Regions from separate parts of the Sus scrofa genome. Here region 1 is linked to region 2. A link is a contact called in public HiChIP or PLAC-seq data. All regions are on one chromosome and are shown on one strand. The core of a region is the stretch at or near the end of the contact, and the rest is flanking DNA. Distances in the headings are between cores, read along the strand shown. Region 1 holds the start of PLEKHA2 (pleckstrin homology domain-containing family A member 2). Region 2 holds the start of HTRA4 (serine protease HTRA4).

Evidence for each region. HiChIP or PLAC-seq counts read pairs in DNA pulled down with a chosen protein or histone mark.
Region 1: an H3K27ac HiChIP or PLAC-seq map of alveolar macrophages shows a contact between it and region 2. The contact joins the promoter of PLEKHA2 here to the promoter of HTRA4 in region 2. A contact is called at or near these places in 10 of 47 Hi-C or Micro-C datasets (alveolar macrophages, blood, embryonic fibroblasts and 7 more) and 2 of 2 datasets of contacts at active chromatin or transcription factors (alveolar macrophages and skeletal muscle).

Annotation. Positions count from the first base shown.
Region 1 is chr15:47,695,095-47,700,090 of Sscrofa11.1, forward strand. It overlaps PLEKHA2 (pleckstrin homology domain-containing family A member 2), which reads right to left and starts at 2,144. Exons shown (of 13, transcript XM_021075122.1): 1 at 1,897-2,144. It overlaps LOC106506225 (a long non-coding RNA gene), which reads left to right and starts at 2,884. Exons shown (of 3, transcript XR_001301397.2): 1 at 2,884-4,100.
Region 2 is chr15:47,622,869-47,627,459 of Sscrofa11.1, forward strand. It overlaps HTRA4 (serine protease HTRA4), which reads right to left and starts at 3,021. Exons shown (of 10, transcript XM_021075121.1): 1 at 2,734-3,021; 2 at 2,420-2,731; 3 at 1,893-1,992; 4 at 750-954. The coding sequence starts at 2,899. PLEKHA2 (pleckstrin homology domain-containing family A member 2) reads right to left here. Exons shown (of 13, transcript XM_021075122.1): 13 at 3,239-4,591.

The DNA of each region.
Region 1 (4,996 bases), core at 894-3,393, 71 kb after region 2:
TCCTGATGAATCAGCTTGAACCAGCCTGAGCCACTGCCGCACTGCTCTTTTCTCTTACCTTTGGACAGGGGCAGACAATTTCTGTGCTTGTGGTCACTCACTTATTCTTTCAACAAACAATTACTTAGCACCTAAGTAGACGCCATACACCAAGCTGGCCACAGAGTCTTGACTAGAAGCTATGGCAAAAGTCTCCTACGTTCAACTGGCATGCAATAGAAGGCTGATATCTGAATCGATGAGGGAGGGTGTTTTTAAAAGCCTCCTTTTGAGAGTTCCCATCATGGCTCAGCAGAAACTAATCTAATATCCATGAGGATGCAGGTTCAATTCCTGGCCTTGCTCACTGGGTTAAGGATCTGGCGTTGCTGTAGCTGTGGTGTAGGTCGAAGAGGAGGCTCAGATCCTGGGTTGCTGTGGCTGTGGCGTAAGGCCGGCAGCTACAGCTCTGATTCAACCCCTAGCCTGGAAACCTCCATGTGCCGTGGGTGCGGCCCTAAAAAGACAAAACAAACAAAAAAGCCTCCTTTAGTTTCACAAAGCCTGCTGGATCTCTATTTTAGTAATCTGCATTGAGTTCTAGGTTGTAGATGTGCAGCCTAGCCTGTGTCCTCCATCAGACTGTAAGCTACCTGAAGAGACAGGCTTCCTTTTGTTCATCACTGCCTTTCTTGCCTTAATTACCCAATAAATGTCCATTGAACGCAACTGAAATAGAAAACAAGATCAAGATCTTTGGCTTTACTGTTTCTGAAGACTCTGCCACCAAAGAAAAATGATAAAGCTCCAGAAAAGAGGAAAAAGGGGCGCGACTTAAATATATTAAGAACAACGGAAAAAAATTAAAGCAAACAAATAAGAGCAACAGGGGTACAGTTTTGGAACTTCAGCCCAAGTGCAACCACGGCTCAGCGGGCTGAAGTGCCTCCGGGAGCCCACAGCTGGCGACCCGGCAGAATGCTTGTCCCCTCCCCCTCCCCTGCTGTTAACTCGCGTCTGAAAAACCCCATTCGGAGTCCTAAAGAAAGACTGGAGGAGGGGGTGGGAGAAGGAGTCAGAAGGGGAAGATTCACCAAGTAGGAAGGAAACCTTAAAGCGGGAGGCTGGGGGAAGGGGGGGGGGCGGTGTGCAGGGCTGGCCTGACGAGGGAGATGAGTACGCCCCGAGCTAGGTGGCCCCGCCGCACCTCCTCTCTGGACGTGTCTGCACACTTGCTTTCCTACAGTCTTCAAAACTGGAGCAGAAGAGGGAAGCTTGTAAGGTGAGGAAGAAGTTAGGGAGACGTACAGACAGCTCCCCTCGAAGTGCTTTCCCAACCTGGCACCGAACCTGCATTTGAGGACCGTTTCCTTCAAGTCTCCCCAGAGTCCGGAGTTCCAGAAGCCGGAGGGCCCTGCTGCACCCAAAGGGAAAGGAGGGATCTCCCCCGGGAGCCTTCTAGGCCTGCCATGTAATAAGGTTGATAGGGGAAGAGAAAGAGGAGTTTCCACAGCCCAATCCGTGCCCCAAGGGACTTGCCTGGGCGTCCTTTGCTTGCCTTCCCTACCCGCAGCCCGGGCAGTCGTTGCGGGGCCGGTGCCCCAGCGTCAGAGCCCGCAGAGAAGTTTCGCCGCTGCAAACGTGAGAAAACGCAGCTCAGCAGCACACCCGCCCGGACCCGGCCCGCGGCCCCACCCCCGCAGCCCGACCCCTGGCGGCCGCGACCTTGGCCACCCCGCGCGCTCCCGAGGGCCGGAGGAGGGGCTGCGCCCCCGGCTTCCCTGGGGCCCCGGGGGCCGCCGCGACCTCCCCGGAACCATCAGCCCGCAGGCAGGAGCCCCCGCCCGGTCCCTCGCCGGCCCCCGCGCGCCTCTCTGCGCCGCTCGGTTCCTGGGGCCGCGCGAGAGCCCCACTTACCCCGCCGCGCAGGGCCGGGGCTCGGGCCGGGTGCGTGGGTTACATCGGGCTGGGAGGCGCCTCTCCGGCCCGGCGGGCTGTCGCTCTCGGGGATTTTTGTCGCCACGAAACTCTAGGGGCCTCTCGCTCCTCTCGCTCTTCTCCCCCCCCAACCCCCACACCCTCCTTCTCTCTTGTCTCTCGGCTCTTTTTTCCGGGTTAATTACGTTTCGCATTAAAGGAAAACCCAGCCCCGGATGTGAGTACAATGCTCCGCCGAGCCCGCCGGGGGAAGAGAAGGGTGCCGGGGCGCCGCAGGCTGGGAGGGGGCGCGGCCCGGCGCGCAAGCTGCGCGGACCCGGCGGGGGCGCGGCGCCCGGAGGCGGCCCCCGAGGCTACCGGCCTGGACCACCTCGCCGGCGCCGGCGGCCCGGCAGGTGGGACGCGGCCGCAGGGTGGGAGGCCCTATTCTCCGACGCCGGCCTCGGGCAGCAGGTGTCCGAGCGGGAAAGGGGCTCCGGGATGAGGGCATCTTAGAAGGAGGGAGCGCAGACTCTCTCTTTACCCCATTCTTTTTCCCAAAGCCACCAGCGGCTTCACTTAGGCTTCCCGAGGACCCAGAGCCCTTAGCCATGAGGGGCCGCGGGGTTAAGTCTAGGGTTAGGATAGATTGAAGCACCGCTGATTCTCCTGGGTTGTCATGAATGCATCCCGGGAGCCCCGTGGGGTGGTACGTTCTAACGGGTGCGTAGGGACTTTTTCAGAGCGTGGCTCAAAGACGCCCTTCCAGCCCTCAGAGCGGGAGGGTGCTCTGGGGAAAAATGGGAACAGACAAACAGGTATTAAGTAATATTGCTAAGAGGAACCTAAGAGAACCACTGGGTGCCAGTGCATCCTCTGCGTTATCTCATTCGATCCACGCGGCAACCCTGTGGGTATCCATCCTCTTCACGATGAGGAAACCGAGACTCTGAGACGTTAAGTAATTTGCCCTGGGTACCCACAGTTAATCAATGGCTGGTCAGTCAGGTTCTGAGGCCGGCCTCTCAGGTGAGGAGATAGGTATTTATTTAAATATACATTAAGTCGGGCACTTAAAGCCCGAAACTCAGAACCGTGGTGGATTCACCCTAGGATGGAGGACGCAGCGCTGCGATTTCTGGGGATTCTGATGCAAACGCAGTTGGTAAGGCCTGAGTCCGAGTTACTGGGCTTTGACAGAGGGGAGGGTTGAAGAAGACCCTCGAAGCTCAAAGTCTGGTTAAGCGGAATTGCCAGAAAGGCTGGTCCACATCCCAGTGTTGTAGGGGAAAGGCAGACTGTTCAGTCGTCCCCGGGACCTGAGGCAACAAGGCCTGAAGGAAGGGGGTGGGGGGCAGCCAGATCTGCCAGGAGGGAGGCAGGACCACACGCGCAGCACACACCCCGAAAGCACCAGTGATGAAACCACACTCGTTTCCTCTTCCATTTTGATTGCCAAAGCAAAAAAGAAAACGAGCCGCCTGCTCTCTCAGGTGTGAAAAAAGACTGTTGGCTTCAGAACATTTTGCTTTGAATGAGGAAGGAAAGGGGAACACAAGAAAAAAAAAATTCCTTTGAAACAAATATATCAATGTCATTTTTTTTCTTTCTGCTCTTGAAGATTTCTGCCACTCAGGTAAATTTCAGGCAGAGCATGTACTCTGGAACCAGAGGGCCTGGGTTTAAATCCCAGCTCTGGCGCCTATTAGTTCTGATCCCAGGGCAAGTGACAGTGTTTCAGTGCCTCTCTTTCCACATCTAGTTGGAGGAATAGTCAATGGGTCAACATTTGTAAAGTGTTTGGACCACTGCGGATCATGAAGTAGGTGCTAGGTGAATGTTTTTTAATGTAAACATTGGATTATGGTTTTCAGCATGAAAAGGAACAAAACTCCATTCAGCTCCCAGCAAATCCAACTAGAACTGAAGGTTTCCAGGGTGAGCAAAGAGGTAATAGTCTCAGATAACATGGTATGGTTCATATTTAAAACCCATAAAACTCTACTCTCCGCTCCACCCTGTGGGGTGCCTGCCTGAGTCACTCAATCTCAGAGCCACAAATATTTTCTGAGCACTACTGTATTGGATGCCTGGGAGGCAAAAAGGAGCCAACAGCCTTGGGTCTCCTGGAGAGGATACAACTGTTCTTAGGAGGTTCAGGCAGCCCTGTGTTCCTCTTGAAAGTGTCGCAGAAATGGCACAGAGTAAGTACCATCAACCTTTAGAGGAAGTATGTGTGTGTGTGTGTGTGTGTCTGTGTGTGTGTGTCTGTGGGTCCGGGGGCGGGGGAAGAGCGGTGTCCTGGAGAAGGAGGTGGATTTTTTTTTTTTTTTTTTTTTGGCCACCCCAAAGCATATGGAGCTCCCAGGCCAGAGATCACACTTGAGCCACAGTTGCTACTAAGCTGCAGCTGCAGCAACGCCAAATCCTTAACCTACTGTGCTGAGCTTGGGATTGAACCTTCATCCCAGCACTCCAGAGATGCCTGGGATCCCATTGCACCACAGCGGGAACTCCAAGGAGGTGGATTTTGAAATGGGCACTGAGTTCATTGACTCCAGTGAAGGGGGGAAGGGCAAGAGCCTGTGGGGCTGGGGGAGGGTCATCAGAGCACTTACTGGCAATGCTCATAGTTCCCTGGGAGGCCCTTTACTGCCATATTTGCCCCTGGCCAGGCTCTGGCCCAGTTAGCCTACAATTTTTGCCTGGACTCTATTCCCTCATCCCTATACTTCCAGGTCTTCATCAGGACCACCACCCTCCCCTCCCGTAGTAGCACCAGGGTGTCAACTGAGTCTGAGCCCCACCATGGTCCTTTTGCTTCTCTTAACTGACACATTTTGCAATTATTTCCATTGCCTGGTTATGTCCCCCACCCCCTTTTTTAATGCAGTAAACAGCCCTGAGTTCTGAAAATGTGACTCTGCCTGTGGGGAAGAGAATGTCAAAAAGGGCCTTTCACAGCAGCTATTTCGGTCCCCTGTTGTGTCAATGCAAGATGAGACTCAACAGTTTGCTCAAGGTTTTGCAGCTGGTTAGTTAATGGCAGAGATGTTTCTAGAACCCAGGGTTGATTACCTTCAAAATCTTCTAGTATTGC
Region 2 (4,591 bases), core at 1,771-4,270:
CTCTCCCTCTCTCTCTGCCACAGCAAGCAGCACCTTGATATGGGATCTCAGTTCCAGACCAGGGATTGAACCCTAGGCGAAGCAGTGAAAGTGCCAAATCCTGATCACTAGACCACCAGAGAACTCCCCTGAGATTCTGTATTTCTAAAATAAATTCTCAGATAATATCAGTGCTGCTGGAGTGTAGACAACTCTGTAGAGCCAAGAACTCAAAGCACTCCTTAGCAACTTTGAATCCATGACACTCATTCCTGGTGTTCTAGGACAAGCAGAGAAATAAGTTTTCCAGAAGCAGCATCTGTTGTAAAAGGAGATGAAGGAGAAAAAAGACAGCTGTGTAGTTCATAGAAATTGTCAGGAGTGTACAGACTGGCATAGAAGAAAATAAAGAATAGGAGTTCCTGCTGTGGCACAGTGGGTTAAGAATCCAACTGCAGAGGCTTGGGTCACTGCAGAGGTGAGGGTTCACCTCCTGGCCTGGTGAGGTGGGTTAAAGCATTTGGCATAAGTGACAGCTTTAGCTCAGATTCATTCCTTGGCCCGAGAACTTCCATATGTCATGGGTGCAGCCCCCCCCAAAAAAAAAAGAAAAAGAAAGAAAATAAACAATAGAAGGGGTAAAGAACAGAAAGAAAGGAAACTAGAAAAAGAAGTAAATAAAGCATTTTCCAGGGAGAAAAGATGTGCAGTAGGGTTGAGGAAGAAAATAATCAGCAAATTAATGAAAATCTCCAAATACACAGACTTACCTTTGGCTCAATCTTAATCAAGGCAAGATCCAATTTATGGTCAATGTCTTTGACAGTGGCTTCATACTGGACCCCATTCTGGAGCTCTACCTGGATCCGATGCCGGTTGGTGAGGACATGGGCATTAGTAACAATGAGCCCATCCTCAGACACTATGAACCCAGAGGCACTGGACGCAGGGACATCCTTGTTGCTGAGAGGTGACCTGTCTCGGCAAGACAACAGCATAATCAGAGGGTGGGAACATCACAGCATCCAGCGCAGTCTGGAAGCACAGGAACCTCTCATTTAGCCAACATTCTTCCACCACTGCTTCCTCAGACATTTTACTTTTCCCTGTTTCCATTCTCTCCATGTGTAACTTCACTTGGTATATCAGTGCCCTGGCCACGTCTTGGAAACAGGACTGAAAGCTGATTCCAACTCTCTTTTTCTAGGAACACCCGCTTCTTATTTTTCAGCCATCTCCTTCCAGGGCCAGGGATCTAATTCAATTGGGAGACCCACACCCGCCACAGCTGCAGCAAGTGGGATCTTTTACCCAGTGCACCTGGCCAGGCATGGAACCAGCACCTCCACCCGGATGAGAGATCATTAACTCACTGCACCAAAGCAGGAATTCCAGGGATACCCTCTTCGTGAAAGCAGGTCAGAGCCACAGCCCTCTGCTTCAAGGAAAACTAACCTGATGGTCATACTGGGGACAAAAGTGGACCTAGGGCAACATTATCCAGCACCCAGGCAGGGAGGGAGTTAAAGAAGTCTGGTTCCAGCGTGGGTTCCTCTCCTAATCCGCCTTGTGACATAGGACAAATTCCTCTTGCTCGCTGGTTCTGGGATTCCCTCCACGAAAAAGAAGAGGCCGAGCAAGAGTACCATCAAGAGGCCCTCTATCACTAATATCTGACCTTGAATTTGAAGGAGAGGGGTTGCCTCGATTTGAAAGTCAGAATCTCTGTGCCTCCGCCCTTTGGCTAAACGACTAACAACTAACGGGCAATTCAACCTCTTGGAGCCGCTGGATTTCCTCACAGCGGGGTTTTTAGGACTAAACAGTGCTGGAAGAGCGGTAGAGTCGGGCCTGGAGCAGGAAGACGCTGGGAAACAACCCAAGGAGTTGACGTCTCCCTTGGCCTCCTTTACCTGCTGAACAGCTGTAAGTGGACCACCGACGGCGCCACCTTCTCCACCACCTCTGCGATGAAGTTGTACTTGCTCCTGAGCCAGCCCGCGCTTCTGGTCCCTGTGAAGAGACGCTCCGTTCTTGGGGCGGGGGACACCCTCGCTGCCTGACTGCATCAGGGGTCATCTCTCAAACTTCTCTGCCTCTCTTCTCCCTCCCCTTTCCCTCCCCTTCCTCTCTTCGGTCTCCCTCTGTATTTTCACTGCGTTCCCGTGAGACAGCGCCTTGAGGGAACCAGACCTGTCATTCCGATTGGAAAGTAATTTTAAAGGGAAGGCGACAGGCAACACCTATAGGGAGGAAATCGGGGAGCAACTACCTGGGAACCGGTAACGAGACAAGTAAGGCAGGAAGAAAATTGGGAGCTAGGAGGTGGTGAATCCCTGTGGCAATGCGGCAGGAAAGAGCCCGCGCTGGGCCACGCGATTGGAACAGGCTCCCTAAGAAAGTGCCAAGAGGGCGCCGAGAGCGCGCGTCGACCGCTCACCTGGGTCCCCACAGTCCACCTCATGCACGTGCACCGCCGGGAGCCCGCCGCGGAGACGTGCAGCGTGGTTCCTGGCGCGGAGCGCGCACAGGTTGGGGTACGTGCGCCCGTCGCTGCCGCACACCGCGGCCCCCGCCGCCGGGCAGCGGCAGGTACCGAGCCCGCTGCTGCCAAGGAGCCGCGGTGAGGGCGGCGCGAGGCACTGCAGCCCCGGGGCGCACGGCCGGCGGAGCGCGGCGCCGCAAGCCTCGCCCTCGGCCGCGGCGCAGACGCGGCAGCAGCCGCAGCGGTCAAGCACTGGCGCCGTCCCGCGGAGCAGGAGGGCAGCGGGGGGCAGCGCATTGGCTCGCAGACCGCGGGGCAGGGCGGCGCGGGCCGGACGGTCCTGGCCTCGACCCCGGCCCCAGGTGCGTGGGGCAGCAGCAGCCACAGCAGTAGGAGCTGTCTGAGCCCGGCGGGCCGCAGCAGAGTTCTGGACATTCTGCTTCCTTCCTCCTGACCCCGCTCCTCCCCACTTTCTTATGATTTTCCTCTGGACCCGCAGCTGCTCTAAGATGAGCCACACTTTCTCCGGACTGCTGTGCCGCTTCTGCCAGTCCCCAACTTTAAGGGGCAGAGTCTGGCAGTCTTCTCCACGCACCCCCTCCCCCAATCCTCCCCCAGCCGTCCCACCCCAGGAGATGAAGAGACATCCTGGCCCTTCCCCAAGCAGACAGCCACGTCGTGAAATCCCTAAAACCAAGGCCAGGGGCACACTGACAAGCCAGATCACCCACCCACGGACAGAAGGTCAGCCTTAGGAAAACACACGTTGCCGTATTGCAGTATTTCACATGGTTTTATTACAAAACAAGCAACAAAACAGTTTTAGAAAATTATTTTTTGCTACATACCAATTAGGAGATCACATAAAATGAAAAGCATAACAGTTTCCATGCACTCAGCTCAGTGTCTACAGTGAGTGCATTTCACAGCTGAAACATACTGGTTCAAAACACAAAATCATGCCACACCTTACAAGCAAGGCGGGGTGGGTGGGGGCGTCCAACAGTATGTTTTGGGGCCAAATATTCACTTTATTCAAACTCTACTCAGCATGAGTGACTGAAATTCACTACCGCAGGCAATGACAGAGACAGAGAAAAAAGAGAATAAGGGGGAAAAAAGTGACATTGGGAGAAAAAAATGTTGGACTCTTTCTCATGGGAGCTCACCATTCAAAACAGAAACAGAAGTATTTTCACCTGAGGTCTCTATTCCTCAAACACCATAGTACAATTAAGTCATCTCACAAAATGCCAAAGGCCAAACTGTGTTCACCAGCCATCAGCTGATCTTGAGCAAGCAAATTCTTAACTTTCAAGAACAGTGGACAATACAGTTCAGCTATGGGGAGACACCTGAAATTCTACTACACACAGTGGGTCAAGACTGAATTAAAAGTCTTATGAAAATAGCAAAACTCACAGTTGCCTCGTGGACTAACAGTTAAAGATTTGGCATTGTTGTCACTGCTGTGGCTCCAGTCTGGTCCCTGGTCAGGGAACTTCTGAATGCTGTAGGTGTGGCCAAAAAAATAGTAAAATAAAATGACCACAGCCACAGTTGCCTTTAAAAGTCTACTCCTAAAAAAAAAAAACCCAGCCCAATTTAGAGAATATTTTTATTCCATACATAAAAAAAGCAGTACCTTTTTTTGATTCCTCCTTCCCCCCGCTTTTTAAAACATATTTATTCCAGAGCCCAGGCACTTAACTACTAGCAGATACTGCATCTCCGTCCTGTTTTTTTCCATTTGGTTCCATTTTACACATTTAAAACCAAATGCCTTGGTTCTGCATGCACCATCTTTGACTCACATGTGTAGTGACATTAAAAAGTGGTAAGGTGAAATTAACCAGAAGGTAAGAAATATGGACACAAAAGGAATTCCGAAATAAGATTTGGGAATAAGAATGCCTTTAGGCTTCAGCAAAAGGAATTATATTTATCTGGTGTTGGAATAACATAAACAATGTATTAACTTGAAATTTCCAAGTATTTGCCAACTGGAGTCCTTGTTTTCCTTTGATCTAATACAATTTGGATTTATAAGTACATTTAATTTACTACATTCTCAAAATAGGCCTTACTGAATAAGAAACAGATCATCTTACTATAATGGCAATTAAT